Regions from separate parts of the Rattus norvegicus genome. Here region 1 is linked to region 2. A link is a contact called in public Hi-C data. All regions are on one chromosome and are shown on one strand. Each heading gives the region's core, a stretch centred on a gene start, on an enhancer-like site or on the middle of the called end of the contact. The rest is flanking DNA. Distances are from core to core; before and after follow the strand shown.

Region 1 (2,700 bases), core at 109-2,608, 170 kb before region 2:
GATGCTAAGTAATGACTTCAGATCTGAGAAAGTAAAGGACACTCCAGGGAAGGAAGGGCCAAGATGTGAGATGCCACCCCTCAGTTACCTCTTCCAAACTAGGGCCCGGACCCTCCTGGACTCCTCTAGTGTTCCCTGTCTCTAGCTCTTCTCTTTTCCTATCACTGACTGTCCCACCACGATACCACGCAGACCCTATTTATCTTGTGTTTCCTTCCAGGCCTAATTAATTCTCCTCCACTGTATTTGCCAAAGGAAATAGTTCTTAGTTGGATTGGAAGTCCCCACCTTCAGGTTTTATCAACCCATCCCAAACCCTAGAACGGGCATATGTCCCACCCACCCCCCACCGACCCCGCGGCCGCTCTCCCCCACCCCCACTTCTGAGACCTCTCATGCCTTCCTTCTCTCCCACAGAAGTATCTCTGGACTTTCCTCCAGCCTCCCTTCATCATTCCCAAATTCTTGTGGTTTGCATTCTTTTTAACACCAATCGCCGTCTTAAACTCTTATCTCTTCCAGAAACGCCATTCTCTTAGGGTGTCTTCTTCATCCTTTCCCGCCCAGGTCCACAAACTTCCATCGTAGTCTCTCGGAAATAGCTCTTAAACCCCTCCAGCCTCAGCTTCCTGCCCTTCCTCTCCATCTGTCCAATACAGCCCCATTATCCAAATCTCTACTTCAGTATTCCCCCAAACTCCACCTACTTCACCCCTGCCACCGCTCCTCTTGTCCCCAAACTTCTCCAGCCTCCCCAGGTCTGCCTTCGGAGTCCACAGCCCCTCCCACCCAGCCCTCTCCCGCGCGGGGCCCGCGAGCTCCCCACGCTCTGCGCCGCGAGGCCCTCTCTCTCCGCGCCCCGGCCGGCTTCGGCCAACTCGCCCGGCGCCTCCCCTTCCCCGATCCTCCGCCCCCCGACTGCCGCGCGCTCCCTCCCTCGCGTCTCCTCCGGGCCCCTCTCTCTCCTCCGTTCCTCCGCGCTCCCTCCTTCTCCCTCTTCCTCCCTGCTCCCATCCCCCTCTCCCGAGCGCCCTCCCTCCGCCGTCCGCTTTCCTGTGCGAGTCGCCGGACGCGCGGCCCAGCCCGTCCGTCCGCCCGCAGCCCCGCGCCGGCCGGGGCCTCGGGCCAGGACGTGTTTTGGGGTGGCAGGACTCGGGGCGGGCTAGGGGCGCGCAGCACGAGCGGCGGGAGGGTCGGGGGTCGCGGACCTCGCCGGGGCCGCGAGTGCGGGCGGAGGCGGGCGGCGCGGCGGGGGCGGGCGGCGCGTTCCGGGCGGGAGGGCGGGCGAGGAGCACGAGAAGCCGATCGGGGCTGCGCGGGGAGCCGGGCATGGGGGCCGCCCTCCGGGGGGGCCGGGGCCGCCGCCGCCGCCGCCGCGGCAGCGACTGAAGCCGCGCAACAAGGAGGGGCGGGGAGTGGTCGCCGCCGTCCCCGGGAGGCGCCGGAGCTCGACTGCACTCGCTGCCAGCCAGCCGTCCCGAGCCGCTCGCAGGTAAGGTCCGCCGCCGCCGGCCCGGGCCGCCCCGTTCCGGCTCGCGGCTCCCCGCCCCCACCCTCCCGGTCCCCCCTCCCGCCGCCGCCTCCATTTGTTATTTTCCCGGTCGCGTTCCCTTATTGCGGGCACGACCGGGCCCGAGGCTGGGGACTCAGGGGGTGGGGCCGCCCGGAGGAGGGACGCGGGCCCGGGAGTCGCGAGCTCGGGAGGTGGGGGGGAGGAGGGTCTTGGTAGGAGGGCTGACGGGGCAGAGCGTCGCCAGGACCAGAGCCTAAAGGGGAGGAACGCCGAGGTGGAGACTTGGCGGAGGTAAACCGGGGGATGCTGTGCGGGTGGTTCGCGGAGAAGGCAGGACGGATCGGAGAGATGGCAGCGAGGTGGGGCGTGCAGGCTCCAGTAGCCCCACAGGCCCAGAATCCGTGTTCCAGAACCCAGGGTTGCGGGTTTTAGGAACAGGGAAGTGGGAACAGGGAAAGGGGTGTGGTAGGTGGTAAAAGGAGAATTGTGGTAGCCGAGAGGGGGGAATTGAACCTGGGGGGGAATGGAGATGAACCAGGAGAGGCCCATCTTTTTGAAGACGGACGTTTTCTGGGGGTGGAAATGGGAAGGCCGTATCTTTTGTGACTCAGTTTTCTTTTACCCCACTCCCGGTCACCTCTGACCCTGTTTTGCTAATCCCAGACCTAGTTACTTCGTGAAGGGGGCCACTGAGGCTTAGTAGTGTGAGTCCTCCTAACACTAATAAGAAAGGCAGCAATTCTGAAGGAGGAATTAGAAAGGTTGGGAGGATGGGAAAGAAGAGAGGATTGGGCAATCATATAGGCATTCCAAGGAATTGTGACCTCCGCCCTCACCCCCAAGCGTTGGATGCCCCGTAGCTGGGCTCTATCTAGGAGGTCTTCCTTACTGCTTTGATCTCAAAGATCTCCCTTTGTGCCTGGGGCGGGTTACTCTAAAGCTCCCTTCCCTGAGGGTACCGTGAGAAGGTCGGAGTTGCTTTGGCAACTAAGGTGGTAATAGTGGCAGCCAGATGGACCCCTGGGATGGTCTCTTGGGGGGCCCTTTTTTTTATCCATTTAGTTGTCATGGCAGTGAGCCAGTGGGGAGTCCAATAGGTGGGGATTCAGTATGTAGATTGGGCCTCAGTCAGCCTATAGCTTTGTCCTTGGTGGGCGGTAGATCTCTGGTAGGTATTTCTGGTGTTG
Region 2 (2,700 bases), core at 38-2,537:
CCTTGCTGTGATATTGTGGCCTCTCTTCCCAGGTGAACTTGGTTTTCACTTGATACTTCTGAGGGAGAGCATTCGTCATGAATTACATTCAGTTTCCTAATTCGGTAAAGCAGGCACTCAACGAGATCTAGAGAGGGTGAGATCCTGGGCCTTGGACAAGATTGTAGAGCAGCAATAATTACCTGTCTCTTTGTAAGCTCTTAAAACTCAGGCTCTGCCCGGCAGCCTTCTCTCAGAGCTTGGTGGGTCCTGGGGGCGGGTAGGATGCTGTGTTCTGAGGCCCCAGGACCTCTGACTTGGACACTTTCTCTCTTCTTTACATGGGTGACTCAGAGCAGAGCTATGCCCACCGCCCGTGAGAGGCTCTCTCCCCAGAGCCCCTCAGTTCTCCACCCCCTTGCCCAGCTCACGGTGACAGAGTCGCCTTCACAGCCTGGGGACGGCTCCAGATCAAAGTCCTGGAAGATCAGTCTCACGGCAAACCCCTCCGGGGCCTCGATGTCAGCATGGCTCTCCTGGCCTTTGATATATGGCTCTGGGTATCCGGGGGATGTCAGTTGCTGAGGAAACTGCTGGGCTAAAAGCACAGAGGCCTGTGTGGGGCAAGTATGGAGGATTCCCCAAAGGAGCAACCAGCACCTGTGTGTGAGTAGGGAGACAGGGTGAGGTCATACTGCTCTGCCAGAAGCTGTGTATATGCTGTGTGGTGACAAGTGACGGTAAGGGCCCAACAGTTGTGTCAGCGGCCGAGTGCTGGACACTTCAGAATACCACCTTCCTCACTCAAGGCTGTGTGGGTTCCTGTCTAGATTCCTCTGTAGCCCGATCTCCAACACTAGAGGGTTTCTATTTTATGAAGACATTGCTATGGCTCCTTTGCCCCTTGTGAGTTTAACCCAGGTAGCTTCCTGCCTCAGCCATTCCTAACCCCATCCTGGAGTACAAGTTAAGGGCATTGAAATATGATTCCTGGCTCAGAGCACTGAAAAGACCAAGTGCAAGCAAATTCAGTTAGTTCCCTCTGGGTCATCTGTCTTACCCTCCCTCCCACCCCCGTGTGTGTGTATGTGTGTGTGTGTGTGTGTGTGTGTGGTGTACTTATGTAACCTTGTGTCGTCATGCCTTCCTCTCTCCCAGACCCTTGCTTTCTCCAGGACCCTCTACAGTGCAAACTCACATCTTGCCCACGCAGCTTGTGTTGGGAGAACTCCATAGGTTGTTCTCCAGCTCTGGGACCAGGCCTCTGGACCCTGACATCTGGAACTGGCTAGGGTGCGTAGCCCAGGCCAGGGAGTAGGAGGTGGGGCTAAAGGAGGCCCTTTGGGGGAGAGGCAGAAGTTACTGGAAATGAGTTAAGAGACTCTGGGTTCAGGTCTGCCACCTGCTGGCAGACCCAGGAATAGCTCTCACCGTAATTGAACCGAAAGACCTTCAAAACTCTGCTGGAGGCAGAGCGTGTACACACATACACATATGTACACATGATCTTTGACTCGTGCTTCTTTTTAAAAATACAGTCTTACAAAACCTGGGCTGGCCTCGACCTTGATAGTGGTTTCTGCCTCCTCCCCAGCATTAGAATTACAGCTCTGTCCCACCACACTTAGATCTTGGTTGTGTTTTCAAAACAGGGTCTCACTTTGTAGCCCAGGCTGTCTTAGAACTCACTCTGCAGTCCAGAGTGGGCCTCAAAACATGGCAATCCTGCCACCTTAGCCTCCATAGGGCTGAGATTACAGGACTTGCATACCCGCTCTTCTGGAATATTATTTACTATATGTTTGTATCGTGGCTTGTATGATGCTCCCTAAGACTGTTCTTCTGCCTTTAATGAGCTCAGTTGTCCTTCCCCATAATTTACAGCACCGGTCTGCCTCTTGGAGAACTTGAAGTTTGTGACTCAAGAACCTGAGCCTTCCTTTCCTCTCCTCCTTGGTTAAGAATGGGTTAGTTCGGGGGCTGGAGAGATGGCTCAGTGGTTAAGAGCACTGACTGGTCCTCCAGAGGTCCTGAGTTCAATTCCTAGCAACTACATGGTGGCTCAGAACCATCTGTAATGGGATGCCCTCTTCTGGTGTGTCTGAAGACAGTGACAGTGTACTCACATACATAAAATAAATAAAATTAAAAAACAAAAGAGTGGGTGAGTTCATGCACTTAGTCATTTCAATCCCTACCACAACATCTGGAGACTCCTCAGGTAGCCGGGCTGGGGCTGAGGTGTAGCTCAGGTATCTCTGAATCCCTCAGGACTCACCTCAGTGTCAACTCAAGCTGTGAGGCTAATACCAGGAGCCACAGCTTGAGTGAGAGGATTTCTCCCTGTACCCACCACACAGAGGTGGGTGTGGGGGGTTAGGGAACACGTGTAGAGGTGATTGTGGGAGGGTTAGGGAGCACGTGCAGGGGTGGGTGTGGGAGGGTTAGGGAGCACATGTAGGGGTGGGTGTGGGAGGGTTAGGGAGCACGTGCAGGGGTGGGAGTGGGAGGGTTAGGGAGCACATGCAGGGGTGGGTGTGGGGGGTTAGGGAGCACGTGCAGGGGTGGGTGTGGGAGGGTTAGGGAGCACTTGCAGGGGTGGGTGTGGGGGGTTAGGGAGCACGTGCAGGGGTGGGTGTGGGAGGGTTAGGGAGCACGTGCAGGGGTGGGTGTGGGAGGGTTAGGGAGCACGTGCAGGGGTGGGTGTGGGGGGTTAGGGAG

What was found. A called contact is a pair of places that touch in the nucleus more often than the background predicts.
Region 1: a Hi-C map of liver shows a contact between it and region 2, with 3 times the contacts expected there. The contact joins the promoter of Atn1 here to the promoter of C1rl in region 2. A contact is called at or near these places in 4 of 12 Hi-C or Micro-C datasets (the A7r5 cell line, liver, mammary epithelial cells and 1 more) and 1 of 1 datasets of contacts at active chromatin or transcription factors (oligodendrocytes).

The regions. Positions count from the first base shown.
Region 1 is chr4:159,253,036-159,255,735 of GRCr8, reverse strand. Atn1 (atrophin 1) reads left to right here and starts at 1,358. Exons shown (of 10, transcript NM_017228.3): 1 at 1,358-1,492.
Region 2 is chr4:159,079,082-159,081,781 of GRCr8, reverse strand. C1rl (complement C1r subcomponent like) reads right to left here and starts at 1,287. Exons shown (of 6, transcript NM_001002804.2): 1 at 1,178-1,287; 2 at 411-639. The coding sequence starts at 1,257.